Regions from separate parts of the Mus musculus genome. Here regions 1, 2, 3 and 4 are each linked to region 5. The links are chromatin contacts, called in public HiChIP or PLAC-seq and promoter capture Hi-C maps. All regions are on one chromosome and are shown on one strand. Each heading gives the region's core, a stretch centred on a gene start, on an enhancer-like site or on the middle of the called end of the contact. The rest is flanking DNA. Distances are from core to core; before and after follow the strand shown.

Evidence for each region. HiChIP or PLAC-seq counts read pairs in DNA pulled down with a chosen protein or histone mark. Capture Hi-C pulls out chosen DNA fragments and counts their contacts.
Region 1: an H3K4me3 HiChIP or PLAC-seq map of bone marrow-derived macrophages shows a contact between it and region 5, with 3 times the contacts expected there. The contact joins the enhancer-like site here to the promoter of P2ry2 in region 5. A contact is called at or near these places in 7 of 39 promoter capture datasets (the 3T3-L1 cell line, embryonic stem cells, liver and 2 more), 6 of 115 datasets of contacts at active chromatin or transcription factors (bone marrow-derived macrophages, embryonic stem cells, large pre-B cells and 1 more) and 2 of 9 other capture datasets (embryonic stem cells and liver).
Region 2: a contact with region 5 is called in an H3K4me3 HiChIP or PLAC-seq map of embryonic stem cells, with 4 times the contacts expected there. The contact joins the promoter of Pde2a here to the promoter of P2ry2 in region 5. A contact is called at or near these places in 1 of 39 promoter capture datasets (stem cell-derived epiblast-like cells), 4 of 115 datasets of contacts at active chromatin or transcription factors (bone marrow-derived macrophages, embryonic stem cells and pancreatic cancer cells) and 3 of 9 other capture datasets (adipose tissue, embryonic stem cells and pancreatic islet).
Region 3: a contact with region 5 is called in an H3K4me3 HiChIP or PLAC-seq map of bone marrow-derived macrophages, with 3 times the contacts expected there. The contact joins the promoter of Stard10 here to the promoter of P2ry2 in region 5. A contact is called at or near these places in 4 of 39 promoter capture datasets (Sertoli cells, embryonic stem cells, neural stem cells and 1 more), 3 of 484 Hi-C or Micro-C datasets (Sertoli cells, bone marrow-derived macrophages and nephron progenitors), 19 of 115 datasets of contacts at active chromatin or transcription factors (the 230-238 cell line, the HPC-7 cell line, bone marrow-derived macrophages and 12 more) and 3 of 9 other capture datasets (adipose tissue, embryonic stem cells and macrophages).
Region 4: a promoter capture Hi-C map of adipose tissue shows a contact between it and region 5, with 5 times the contacts expected there. The contact joins the promoter of Atg16l2 here to the promoter of P2ry2 in region 5. A contact is called at or near these places in 7 of 39 promoter capture datasets (the C10 cell line, embryonic stem cells, liver and 3 more), 1 of 15 datasets of contacts at CTCF or cohesin (large pre-B cells), 2 of 484 Hi-C or Micro-C datasets (bone marrow-derived macrophages and liver), 21 of 115 datasets of contacts at active chromatin or transcription factors (the 230-238 cell line, the HPC-7 cell line, bone marrow-derived macrophages and 12 more) and 5 of 9 other capture datasets (adipose tissue, embryonic stem cells, embryonic tail and 2 more).

Annotation. Positions count from the first base shown.
Region 1 is chr7:101,502,706-101,505,405 of GRCm38.p6, reverse strand. It overlaps Pde2a (phosphodiesterase 2A, cGMP-stimulated), which reads right to left. Exons shown (of 30, transcript NM_001143849.2): 12 at 2,464-2,594; 13 at 1,996-2,107; 14 at 1,543-1,582; 15 at 1,371-1,434; 16 at 956-1,028; 17 at 658-835; 18 at 337-449. Among named protein-coding and RNA genes, the nearest start is that of Mir139, 29 kb to the right of the region's middle. Within about 2 kb of position 1,370, at least 37 of the 459 cell types and tissues checked have an H3K27ac peak or open chromatin away from gene starts, as enhancers often do. A contact at or near this core is called in bone marrow-derived macrophages, where this site is marked.
Region 2 is chr7:101,449,899-101,452,598 of GRCm38.p6, reverse strand. It overlaps Pde2a (phosphodiesterase 2A, cGMP-stimulated), which reads right to left and starts at 1,347. Exons shown (of 30, transcript NM_001143849.2): 1 at 1,131-1,347. The coding sequence starts at 1,247.
Region 3 is chr7:101,319,721-101,322,420 of GRCm38.p6, reverse strand. Stard10 (START domain containing 10) reads right to left here and starts at 1,308. Exons shown (of 7, transcript NM_019990.5): 1 at 1,069-1,308; 2 at 388-707. The coding sequence starts at 594.
Region 4 is chr7:101,300,766-101,303,465 of GRCm38.p6, reverse strand. It overlaps Atg16l2 (autophagy related 16-like 2 (S. cerevisiae)), which reads left to right and starts at 1,378. Exons shown (of 18, transcript NM_001111111.1): 1 at 1,378-1,565. The coding sequence starts at 1,439.
Region 5 is chr7:101,010,656-101,013,355 of GRCm38.p6, reverse strand. It overlaps P2ry2 (purinergic receptor P2Y, G-protein coupled 2), which reads left to right and starts at 1,358. Exons shown (of 3, transcript NM_008773.4): 1 at 1,358-1,644.

The DNA.
Region 1 (2,700 bases), core at 121-2,620, 490 kb before region 5:
CTGCTACTCCCTCTCAAATCCTAAGGTTATAGGCCCATACTATCACGTACTACCATATATATACCCATCTAGCCCAGCAGAACTAGGTGGGGTTTTGATTTGTTTTGTTTCTTTTCCTTTCTCTTTCATGATCCTCAGAAGCTGGTTGGACAGGACCAGAAATAGTATCCCCAGCTTTGCATGCTGAACGACTAGAGGCAGCCAGCATGTATGGCGGGCTGCATAGCATCCCGCTCGCTGGGATCGGAGCCCTGAGCATAGACAGGCCAGAGCGAAGAAAGCAGATGTGGGGGATAGAAGAAGGACACCCTCCCCGCCCCAGTAGCGCTCCCTCACGTGGGCGATGCTGATGCCACAGTAGATGGAGAAGGCTGTGGCCAGGTCCTCATCAAACTTGCTGAACCATGGCCCATTGATCTTGTTCACTAGCTCAGCCACACCAATGACCTCTGGGAAGAGAGAGAAAATGGGAATCGCTGGTGAAGGGGTCCAGTGAGACCTGCCTTCTCCTAACTCCTCTGGAAGAAATGGCTCAAGACTAGACAATCCCTGGCTCTTTAGGTTCCGACCCTAGAACCACTTTCCCCTAGTCCCCGCCCCGGCTCCACCCCCGTACAGCCCCTTCAGGCCCCGCCCCTGGCCACCACGAGTCGGCACCCTGGTTCTCGTTCTTGATAGGGAAGCAGAGAATGTTGCGCGTGCGGAAGCCAGTGCTGTCATCTACGCCGCGATAGAAAAGCGGATGGGCATATGCATCTGGGATGTTCAGGATCTGGCCCGTAGTCGCCACGTGGCCCGCGATGCCTTGGTCCGCCGGGATGCGGATCTCATAACTCTGCCCAAACAGGGATGGAATAGAAAGCAAGAAGTTAGCCTGCCGTATAGACACTTTTCAAATGTGGCTTTTCCCCCAGGTCCTCTTGCTTACTCCCGGACACCCTCCATACTCCCTCACCTCATCGTCCACAACGCCACCATCGAACACCTTGGCCACCAGCTCGTTCTGATCCAGCAGGAACACCGAGCAGCTGTGGAGAGAAGAGGTTGGTTCGTGGGGTTCTGACGCCTCTCGAACCACCACATATGGCTAGTGTAGCGATTACTGAGACCCTGGAAAGTGTCCTAAAGTGAGACACTCTCCTCGGAGCTGGACAATTCCAAACATCTCTCCATCTGCCTTTTATTTGTTTTGTATTGTATTGTTTTAAATTCCTACTAGGTTTCATAGAAACCCATGGCAAGCAAAGTTAGCGCTGTCCTGGCTGAAACAAGGGCCCAGGCAGAAGGAAATGTCAGATAAGAAGGTAGGGAGGGGGCAGAGGCGGTGAGGGCTGAGACTTCCCCTCCCGCACCACCCCACTTCTGCTCACATCTCTGCGTTGCTGAGGTTTCTGGCTTCCGTGATGATCTCCTGTAGCAGGACAGAGACATCATCTGGAGGAGGGGGAAGGAGAAGCACGTGAGACCTGAGGAATGCCAGGCAAGCATCTCTTCCACATCTCCTCCTCCCCAAACGCCTTGTGTGGGAGACACATCACTCACCCAGGTGGGTGAAGAGGTTCTTTGCCACTTGGAGAAGAGCCTGGGAAGGAGGAAGTGAAGATCGTAAAGATGGCCCGGGATGTTCTCATCCCTTCCCAAGTGCTCCTAGAGCAGGCTGGCAACTGACGTGCCTAATGAAACCCTTTGGGTACTAAGTGAAGGAGCTGGGGAAGAATAGTGAAGTTCTTGGGTCTCAAACGGCTGCCACCTTTGCCTCTGGCTGCCCAGATGTTGTGGTAGTGCCCGTGTTAGACACTAGAGGGCAATCACAGACAATGCCTAGAGCCCAGGGAAATACTGACCTCTCTCTCTTTAAGGGACTTCCAGGTCACTAGGTTACCCAGCCACAGTGCTGCCACTGGCCTAGATAACCCAGGCAGCATCACCCTCGTGGATAGCCTTCTGGGGCTGGCGCGCGCAGGTTCTTGGGAAAAGCTCAAGGCAGGCACTCACCTGGCACTCACACTTGAGCTTCTGCTCCTTCTGGAAGGCCAAGGTGCTGGTGAGCACCGTGCCTGTGTAGTGGAAGCAGTGTTGGATCACGTGTTCATCCTCATCTGTGAAGCTGGAAGTCGGGCTGGGGGTCAGCAGAGAGGACAGGGAAGATGGCCTTCTCGGCCCCTTTCTCCTTTCCTGCATGCTACCAGGAAGCTCCTATCTGCCAGCTAATGAAACTCTTCACACTGGGACTACACACCATGCCTTCTCCCCCTTCAGGCACAGAGCTCTAGGGAAAGCTCTGACTGCCCTCAGACCAAAATGTGGGTTCCTCCTCAGGCCACTGTTTATTTGAGGCAGGCTTATGTACATGTTGCTCAGGCTGGCCTGGAACTTCTAGGCTCCCGTGATCCTCCCACTTCAGACCCCCTAGAACCTGGGGCTATTGCCATAGTGCCATGACACCCCCACTCTCAAACTCACAAATCTCCTCCAAGCTTGTTGAAGGCGCAAGCCAGGGCCACCACCTGGTCAGTGGCTCGGCTGATGACAGGGACACACAGCATAGCCTGCAGCTCACAACCCAACATGTTTTGCAGCTGTTGCACATCGTCCTGCAGAGATGAAGGAACAGTGAGGAGGGGCAGTGTGCCTCTTCCCTAGCTCTCACCACACTCCGAAGCCCGTTATGGCACGAGGACAGGGTGTCACCAAGTCTGG
Region 2 (2,700 bases), core at 98-2,597, 440 kb before region 5:
CTGCCCCAGTCACTACCAGGACAGCTGGGATAAGGAGATATCATGTATAAGTTATAAATACCAGTGTCCCACCTCACGATCCCTACCCACCATATATTTTGGGCACCCTGAGGGCAACGTTCTCCATGTTTAAGCCCTTGGACTTGAGTCCATCCTATGCCATACCTGAGAACACAGGCACAGGTGGAGGTCCTAGAGGCTCCAGCCCTGTCTTCTGAGCCGGTTCCCCCACGACCCAAAGTAGAGGCAGACATGTAGGGAAGGCATGGTCACAGAAAGACCCTAGCACAAAGATAGAGACCTACAGAAACTGAAGGGCTGAACAGACCAGGAGAGGTAGGCAGCCTGGAGCAACACACTAAACAAGAGAACAGCAGAGGGGCCAAAGGATGATGCACTCAGAAATTTGGGAACTGGAAGAATGATATGGGACTATCACATCTAGAGGCTGGGAGGCAACAGGAGGAGACTGGAGGTCTGTGTAAAAGATGAGGACTGGGAGGGGGCAGTCTGGCAGAGGAGAAGAGAGAATCTGGGTTTTAAAAGGGGGTTGGACCCTTGGGTTGGGTGGAAGATGGTGACTAGAATCTAGATGATTAGTAAGGATGGGGAGTAAGACTTTATAAAATAGAAGATAGAGGTTTGGGGGTGAGGTCCTACTTATGAGGTAAAGTTCTCTGCAGCCAGGGGCTTAGGGGATATGGGTGTGCCTGGAATCTGATATGTACAGTAGAGAGCCAGAGGTTTGAGAGGGGAGTGGGACTAACCTGGGAGGAGGGAACTCCGGGTTTATACAGAGCTGTTAATGTGGCTGAGGGGGGCAACGAGGATTAGGACTTCGGGGCTTGGGATGGAGGAGTTCTAGATGCGAAGCAGAGTCAGAATCTGGAGGGGCATTTGAACTATGAGCCGAAGAATCAAGGACCCCCTCTGGGTATGGCTGCAGTCCCATTCAGTACAAGACGGGTTCCAAACTAAGGGAAGGGTCCCCTCTTAAAGGAAGGTTCAGGAGAGAGTAGACCGTGGGGCAGACGACTGCAAGCTCTTCAGAAGACCGGGCCCTCACCGGGCTCTCCCTGGACACCCGCTTCTCCCTGTTACCCAGAATGGGGGGGGGGGGGGCCTCCTACCTGCAGGCTGTCGGCGCATGGCTGCGGCGGCGGCTCGTCCGGCTTGAGGAAGACCTGCTGGCCCCGCCTGAGGAATTGGACAACAGCGATGAGGATGTGGTGCAACACCAGGACCATGCTCGCAGCCGCCCGCCCGCCCCTCCAGCCCGGCCCGCTGCACTCGGTCAGCGCGTCCGCAACAGCTTCGCCGGTCCGCGCGAGGGTCCGCCCTGGTCCCGCCCCGCCCCCGCCCCCGTCCCGCCCCAGGCCTCCAGGCCCCGCCTACGTTTCTGCTACCGGGGACAGCACTTCAACGCCTTCCAAAGATCGGACCCCACCCGATCCCGGCCGGCTTGCTCCCTGCCAGGCCTTCACCCTCTCAAGTCTCCTGCAGCGGGTCGGCTACGAGGGCTCCCACTCCTCGGTCGCCTCTCAGCCTTCGCTGCCTTCCGCTTATCCCATTGTCACTCCTCCTATGTGGTAGGGCCCCTCCCAGAGTCCCGCGCACTGTCGCACCACATTCTCTCCCCATCACTTGGACTTCAGTAGCCCGGCCAGAACCCCGAGGCCGAGTCCAGCGCAGTGCGGGGAGAGGGGCCGCGGCCACAGTCCGGGAGCCCCGAGGTCCTTTCACTCCTTCCAGTACAGAGGGTAGAGGAAAGTGAGGGAGAAATTTAGAGGTCGCTCCAAAATGGGACGAGCCCTGAAGCGGTAGCAGATCTGTGAAGGAGACACGTGCGCCCTGACACACACAGGCGCACCGTTCCCAAATGTGGGGTGAGAGCACTGGGTTCCTAAGGCTACCAGATAGGCCTTCATCGGCGTCCCAGGAGGCTGAAAAGGGTGCAAGCCCCAGGGCCATCTAGTCCGCAGTTCCGCGGTGGGACCCCGAGAGCTGGGAGCGCATTTCTCTGCAGAGCCGCCTCTGTGCTCAGGCACTTGCAGCAGCCGTGACGCTCCTGCGCCCCCTGGTGTTCTATCGCAAAGGTGCACCCTGACCCCAGTAGGGGATGGCTGGAGGGATGAGGGGACATTTGTGTAACTTGGGTCAAACCCCTTGCCTGGACCAACCTGTTTTCTAGCCTCTGCTTGCTATAAGATGGGCTAAGGCACAGGACGAGTCTATATCAAATGGTGAATTTGGGTCTTCCTGGATTTTGCCAGTGTAACTTTAGCTTGATCCCCTTCCCATTGGGTGTCAGTTGTCCCACAGGGCTGCCAGAAGACAAAAACTTGGAATGATGGTGAGACAGACAGACTCCTGACAGCCCTCACTGTGACTTTCCCTGGTTCTCCTTTCTGCGCTACTGCCCCTCTTCCTGTACTTCCCTCTCCCCCCAGCCCTTGGAAGGTGACTCAGTGAGCCCCCTGCTCCTTGCCTCATAGATGTGATTCATTTGGGCCCTTTCCCCCTGGGGAGCAATTTCCCCAGTGTTGAGTCACTGAGCCCAGTGCTGGACACGGTCCCAGCACCTGGCACAGGCTTGGAAGTGTCCTAGCTGTCCCAGTAGCTCAAGGGGTGATCTTCCACACAAGGATTTTTCCCCCTCCTAGCTGAGCTTACAGCTTCCAGTGCTCAAACATCCTTAGT
Region 3 (2,700 bases), core at 59-2,558, 310 kb before region 5:
AATCTCATCCTCTGCACCCAAGAGTGCAGAAAGTAGAGCAGAAGACCCATCGCGGGCTAGAGAACCCCGGGTGAAGGAGGAAGTGGGCCGTTCACCTACCTAGTGGGTCAAACTAAGGGTCCAAGCAGAAGCTACTCTGAAAGACAGACCTTTGAGAGACACTATTCCCCTAAGTGTACCTGGCCATCACCCATCTCCCAAACACACAGGCATGCCTAGGTTAGAACCCGGGTCATATGGCCCATGTGTGTCCTCTGGTTTATATTAGGAGACTCTGAGCTCACATGCACCCCTCTATGGGTCCCTGGTCTGAGTATGGGCGAGGAGATTCCTGTGAGAGACAGTTCGGGAGGAGTGGAGGCTGCAGGTACCACAGGGCAATCCTACCTTGATCTTGTGCAGAGTTCGATCCATCTCCACAGCCTGCACCCACACAGACACGCCGGCCTTGCTGTAGGTCAGGTTCCAGCCCACCTCGGCCTCACACTCTGACCGGAAACTGCGGAAGTCCTGGTCATCGGGCACCTGGACACTTTCACGGCCCAAGGCGGGCCGAGACCCTTGGGGTTCTGTTGAGGCAGCTGGCTTTTCCATAGGGAGCGTGGGGAGGCCCGGGGCCCTGGTCCTAGTCCGACTCTCCTGGGTCCTCCGCGGAGGCTCAGACAACGTCGACGCGGCTGCAGATGCTGACGCCACCTTCCTGGGACCTGCAAGACCGGTTTGGGGACCAGAGTCAGTGCGCTGGGGGCGCGGGTGGGGCTAGCCGGGGTCCCGGACCAGCGGACAGCTTGAAAAGGGCAGGTACTGGCCCCAGGCGGTTGTGCACCGGCACAGGACAGTCACTTGGGCCACCCTCCCACAAGGAGCGACCTCATACTTCCCTGGAGCGGCAGTAGGATTGCTGCGTAGCGGGTGCAGGAGCCCGCGAGAGCCGGGCGGGACTCTGGGGGATCGCAAGTGCGGGTCTGGCACGGAGTCCTCGCGCGGTGCTGGCCGGACTCGCACAACTAACTCAGCAGCAAGCCGCGCGGGGCCGTGGTGGGGGCGGGTGTGGTGGCGGAGTCTCACCTGTGCGGGCTTCTCTGCCGGGGCCCGCCGGGGCCGGTGTGCGAGCTCTTCCGCCGCCGCCGCTGCCTCCGCTGCCCGGGCGACCGGGGGCCGCGCGGGGACCCTGGGGGGAGGAGCAGTGGGTCCCGCCGCCGGCCCCGCCCCGCTCCGCGCCCCCCGCCCCGCGCGCCCCCTCCGCCCTCCTCCCTCCCGCTAGGCTCGGGGCTCCCGGGCTCCGCTCGCCTCGCTCGGTATTTTCCAGGCTGCGGAGGTAAGAACTGCGGGAGCACCGAGCCCCGCCCCGCCCCGCCCCGCCGGGTCCTAGCGCCCGCCCCCGTAAGCCCCGGGGAAGGGGCAAAGTCCGGGGAGAGATGTAGACTATCAGAGGACCGGGGACCTGTGAGCAGGAACCACATAGCGAAGTAACAAAGTAGCCTGGGCTCTCAGAGTAAGGTTGAGGTGCCAAGAGAGATTCTGGAAGTTAACTGAGAGCCTCTTCTCTACTCTTCGCTCCCACCCTTGCAGGTACACGCTTCTGCAACAGCTTATTCACACACACAACACTTCAGAGATTCAAGGGTGGGCACACACCCTCATGACAATTGAAAGACTAACTAGCAGGAATAGGGATGACAGCCCCTCAGTAACTAAATTAGAAATGGCGACAGCCTGCAAGCCCCAAGAACCAAGAGCATAACAAGCCTCCTCCACACACCCAACTCAATTTTCCAGTAGGGTGTGCAAACCCAGCCGGAAGTTGATCCGACTTTAAAGGCTCAAGGTTCAAAGGCTGGCCAGAATTTGGCAAAATTTCCACTTCAGCCTCACTCTGGCCAGAGAGAGGTCCTGAGCCAGCAACCTCTTACATCCCTATTTGGCAGCTTCCAAACCCACCCCTCTTTAGCTCTCAGCCATTTACCCACACCTCCCCTAGGCGAAGACCAGTTCTCAAAAGCACAGGGCTGCAGAACACTGGAGCACAGGCCCCCTCCACCCCTCTGTAGAATAGAGTGGACCAGAGCTCTACTCTGTAGCCTGATGTAAATTCTGTCCACTAACTCTTCTGCCTACTCTTCCATTCTGGGAGCCCTGTCCCATCTACCCAGTGAAAGCTAGGGCCAGGCCAGTATGAGCATGGCAGTCTTGTCACTGTCTGGGCCAGAGACGAGCAGGGAAAGCCTTTGGTGTGCTCCTCTGGATATTAGGAGCAATAAGTGACTACCACTGACCTAGTAGTACCAGAGTCTGCTAATGGCTATTCCCACCAGTGCCAGAGTACCAAGCCTCTGCCACCCAGGCTCCTTCTGTGCCCTCTGCATTCTCCCCCTGGTCCCTCAGAAGTCACCTCTTATCTCCACCATGTAGATTTCTTTTCTTACAGGTGTTAAAAGAAAACCGCAGACTCAGCACTGTAGGTTCACAAATAGATGTGCTTTTTTTTTTTTTTCCCTGAAGTGCTCAGGGCTCTGAGATCTTTGTAAATCATGCCCACTTTTAAAATAAGCAGGAAACTGGATGTGGTAGCACAGACCTATAATCCCAGCTACTCAGGAGACTGGGGAGGAAGACCCAAAGTTTAAGGCTTTCCCTGGGCTGCATATTCCGTTCAAAACCAGCACAGGCAACAAAGTAAGACTTTGCCCCCCCACCCCA
Region 4 (2,700 bases), core at 129-2,628, 290 kb before region 5:
GGTGTCACTTGCCTTTACTGTTTTTCAAGTCCTGTAACAGACCCCCAACTTGAGACCCCAGTATCTCAAGGCTTGTCCCCTGCAGGGCCTAGAGGGCTTCCTGATATTGCCTTTTCCCTCCCATCGGTTTATTTCTTAGGGATAACCAGGTCTGCCTTCCCTAGCTAAAAACAGGGCTTGAAGCTGAACCTTCCTCAGTATGTCATATTGTAAGGCTAGGCCCACTGAGTCTCTCCTGTCATTCTTTTTTTTTTTTTTTAAAGATTTATTTATTTATTATATGTAAGTACACTGTAGCTGTCTTCAGACACTCCAGAAGAGGGAGTCAGATCTCATTACGGGTGGTTGTGAGCCACCATGTGGTTGCTGGGATTTGAACTTCGGATCTTCAGAAAAGCAGTCGGGTGCTCTTACCCACTGAGCCATCTCACCAGCCCTCTCCTGTCATTCTTTACCACAGCCTGTATCTGCAGAATTCTTTGCTAGAGACAATTTCATTACAATTCCCCGTGAGCCCAGATTCACTGTCAAATGTACCCACAAGAGATGTCTGTGCTGTCCAAGAGAGGCAGCAGATAGGCCCTGAGTTAGAACTCTGGGTTGCTGGCTAGCTCAGCTCCCTACTACACACAGCTGCAAACGAGGAAGCCTCTTCTCTCCTCTGAGCCTGGGGTTTTCCAGATAAACGGAGTCTTTTCTTAGAGCCCTAAATTTTGCTACCAACTGGACCTCTAAATCTTGCTCCTCCCACGGACAGTTCTGCGTCCTGTCCTAACAACTCTGAAGCGCTGGACCTTGAATCTAGGCCCCCGCGCAGGGTTAGCAAAAACCCTATCGCTGAGCTACTCCCAACGCCCGCCTGCATTGGAAATTTTCATGTCATCAGACCATGTCTACTTGTTCTTTCCAGAGCTTAAGAGTCCTTTTGTCTCCGCTCCCTCTGGGTAACGGTCTTAGTTGGTCCTTCATAAACCCCCACTCAACTGTCACCTTGTAGGTGACAGTGGGGCTCCTTCAGGCAGTCTTCTCTCTTAGACTGCTTGTGCCTGGTGCTTGTCTCTGTACAGCCCCTGGTGGTAGGGTCTCCCCTTCCGGGGTAACTTAGTGAGTTCTGCATCCTCAGCTTCTGACACTGGTCCAGGCACCAAGAGGTTAAGGAAGGCGACCTTGAGGCCCCGCCCTGGACGCGCCCACAGGCGACAGGGAGGCTTCAATCCCTGCTGCTTACTCCGGGACAGAAACGCACACCTCTGGGACTGAGGGTTTTTGCTGGGCCGCAGCAGCACCTGCTTTGAGGTGTCCAGATCTCCCCGACAAAAGCGCTTGGTACAGCCCGGGGATTCCCCGCTGCTGCCGCCCTGACGTCATGGAGTCCCCGGGAGGCTCCGCCCCCCTGCTCGGGCTGGAGCTTTGCGCGGCCGCTAGGGACTCGGCGGCCATGGCAGGACCTGGCGCCCCCTGCGATCCCTGCGCGCCCGCCGCTGTCTGGAAGCGCCACATCGTGCGGCAGCTGCGGCATCGGGACCGCACGCAAAAGGCGCTCTTCCTGGAGCTAGTGCCGGCTTGTGAGTGCGTCCCTGGGGGCTCGGGGATGACTGGCTTTGAGGAGGTGGGACTCCCCGCTCGGGGAGAGGGCTTGTCCCGCCACTCGACTTGTGACTCAGGGCAGCGGCGCCGTCACGGTTCCCGAGGGCTTTGCGTCTTGGAACCTGTTACGCCCCTCTCCGCATTGGCTTGCCTGCTGTTTCCAGCTCTGGTGCTGCTTAGCCCCAAAGACTCAGCTCTGCCTCCCTTGAGCATCCTAGACACAAGCTCTGTCTCAGTGATGGTTTTGTCGAGTCCTTCTTTCAGGCCGTCCCTAGGGCAAGGCCTGGTCAGTCCATTTGGTCCCAGAGCCCAGTTAAAGAAGGCAGGCGTGGCCAGAACAGCCACGGTAGCTGAAAGGAAGGAGCGAAAGTCTCTGGTAGGTTCTGGTACGGATAGGTTATACTGGCGTACGTTCGTGGAGTACCTCAGTGCCTAGCGGATCGTAGCTCGAATGGGGCTCCGGGTTCCTTTAGGTTGTTTGTCGCGCGGCGGAAGTTAAATTCTCATGTGGTTATTTCTGGGCACTTTGGCTAGGAGGAGGAGATGTGTGCACTCCATCCGAGGAACACTGGAGTGCATCTGTATTTACTGCCTTTTGGTGGACTGTGATTGTGTGTTTGAGGCTGAAAGTCTAACCATACTCCCTACTTCTTCCTCACTTGGTGCTAATTTTGATGCACCCACGCAATCAAATTTGTTTTCCTTGGAACTTTGTGAGGGCTGGCCCTCTCTTGGGGTTGGATACCTCTACCTCCAGACAACCCCACTTCTCCAACTGCTCTGATGGGCAGTGGGACTATCGGTTTAAGGGAGGGACCACCCAGGAGAACTGCAAGACTGGGAACCTAGAGACCCAGGTCTGTGGTTTGGGGTAATTCAAGTCCTTTACCTCAGATTTCTTACTTGCAAATGAGGCACATTGTGACCTTGTATGCCGGGGTAGGGGTGCTTGCAATGCCTTGTGGTCTCAGGTAGTTTTGAGAATTTGTCAGGGTCCAGGAACCTCAGACAGAGAAGGAAGGGAGGTGAGGATCTGGCCTGAGGTTAGCAGCCTCAGTCTGCCTGGAATTGGTTTAAAACAAAACAAAACAAAACAAAACAAAACAAAACAAA
Region 5 (2,700 bases), core at 109-2,608:
ATTGGACCACAGCAAGGGTAAAGTCCAAGACTGCCCACTGTCCAGCCTGTGGGTCTTCTAGAGGCTAGGATCCATCCTGGGTCCTAGGGGAAGCAGCAGAAAAAGACCTGACGGCTCAGAAGGGAGATCAGGAAAAGGAAATCCGCTGGGATTTCAATAACCAGAAAGACTTCCCTCACACGAGGACCCTAAAGCCACAAGGGTGGCTGTGGAGAGATCTAGATTTCTGGAAGCTGCCTGCACCAGCTCCCATAGCCAGCAGAGGTTAGACAAGGAGCCTTTGTGTCTGCTCAAAGGCCCCAGGAGGCTGCAGAGAGGCTCAGCCACCCAGCTCTGTGTATTCACCCTTCTCACTCTGGACAGGGCTGCAGATCGGACCCTTTCTGGACCCCTCCAGGGGCTGCGAATGGGACTTTAGTCAGCGGATACACAACTAACAAAGTCTACAGCCCTTGGGCAGAGAGCAAACTCCTCACCATAGGAAAAGGCTTGTTCTGAACTTGTCCGTTTATTTGGCCACCCCAAGACTCCCTGGATGGACACGAAAAGTAGGATCATGGAAGGACTGGCTTCATTTCGCAGAAAATGTGTCTTACAGTGCTAAAGGTGGCCTAGAACTTATACTAACAGATGCCTGAGTCAGAAATGGGAGGGGGCAGACACCCTCTCATTCATCCACCCCTTCACAGGACAGCAGTGAGGTGGCTGGTGTGGTCCTTGCCTTTTTGAGCTCAAACTAGGACAGGAATGGGGTTTGTGACTACAGAAAGTCTTCAGAGCAGGCCAGAGAGAAGAATTGAGGCAGTTCAAGATGAGAGATCAAACTAAACCAGGACTTCATGGACCCGTTAGTGACCTGAACGAAGAGCAAAAGCAGACGGAGGTGGTGAAGCCGGCAAAGATTTCTGCTGGTACCAGCAGTCTGAAAGCACATCCATCTGTCCATCCGTAAGTGACGCGGGATGGGGCAGCAGCGGAGGGAAGGCTGAGGGTCAGTATAAAGGTCCATCGGTGGGCAGTGACAGGAGCCAGGCCAGCACAAAGCAAACCTTGTAAAACTTGGGCGTCGCTGAAAATCGGTGAGCTAAGCAGGTGACCTCTGCTCAGCCAGGACGGTCGCCTTCCGCCTCTCCTTGCTCAACAGCCGTGGCGGACACGCTGACCGGCGGCGACACTGACCGACCGCGTCCCCAAGCGGGTGGCAGACTGGAAGCATCTGTTTAGAAGGGTTGGGGGCGGCTCCGGCGTCTGCCCAGAGTCTGCCCCGCCCTCCTGCTCACAGCCAGGCTATGGGGTGCGGAGCGGGGCGGAGTAGGGCGGGGACCGCGGCGCTTCCAGGCACGTGGGACCCTGCGCCACTCGGCATGGGACTCGGGCACCAGGAACAGCGGCGGCAGCCCTTGGAGGGGACCAGCGCAGCGGGGAGGTGAGAGGTGCTTCCTAGAGGGGAGCGGACACCAAGAGAGGTCGCCAAGTGAGGCCTGGGGACGGGAGCGCCGGTCGAGTCAGCGCCAAACAGGGAGAGCCCATTACGTGACTGTCCCGAGGGCTCGGGCTCCCAGCCCTTGTACTGCGCAAAACTGGGCGGTGAGAGCCGGCTGCCGGTGCGCTGATGAACTTTGTTTCCTCTAGAGCGTGATCTCGGTGAGTGTCATCTTGGTGTGTTTACCAGCATACTGGGGGAATCTGTGTGTTAGTGGGCAAATGCGCACACCCTTAGGGTGTGAGTGACTGAACTTAGTCTGTGTGTACCCCTGGGGCGTAAGTCTGTGGGCTAAGAGACCTGGGAATCCTGGAGACTTCTTGCGCTTGGACTCTTAACTCTCCCCAGAGTCAGTCTGGGTAGCTCACTCGGTGTCAGTGAGGTGTCAGTGAGGAACCGGAGGCAGTGGCAGCAGCGGCGGGGTTGTGGGGTTGGGAGTGGGGGGTGCGGTGGGGTGGGAATGTGGGTTGCTAGTGCAATTTCATATAAGGACAGTTAAGACTTTGATCTGTCTGGAAACTTTTAATCGGGCAGGTGGTGCTGTATGAAGGGTCAGGCAGAAGAAAGACAGTGTTCACCTCACTAGGGCTACAGTGTGTGTGTGTGTGTGTGTGTGTGTGTGTGTGTGTGTGTGTGTGTTACTGATCTCCAGGAGCTAGACCCAAGTGTAGATCCTTCTGGGAACTAGCCTTTCCAGTTTGGAGATTTATAGGGCTAGGTGACTGCTGTGCTCAGAATGGCATCCCTAGAGTCCCTGGGTCAGCAGCCTTGTTTTGGATCAAGTTTGGAATAGTGGCTTTTGAAGATCAGGCTGGGGCGGCAGGGAAGTGGCAATTATCTGTGGGTGGGAGTGGGAGGAAGGAGAGTCTCTGAACAGACTCTACACTGCTGCCAGTGTGGGTCCTGCATGAGGGCTGGGGACAAGCCCTGCTGCGGAGGTCTGCCCCTCTCCTTTTCCATGCTTTGGATACTCCAGAGTTTTGAGGACATGGGCAGGTTGGCATACTGGGTAATCCTCAGAAATGGCTGCCCAGATGCAGAGTGAGGTTGTGGCCTTTCCGGGATCCCTTTTGCCCACCTACCCCAGGCACCAGATGAGCATGTGAGGATGTCACCAAGGCCTCATGGGTGACACCAGGAGTTCTTTAATTTCCTGGCTGTAGTCTTTCTTCTTAATGAGAAGTGCTTATGCTACTATTGGAATGTTGTTGAACTGT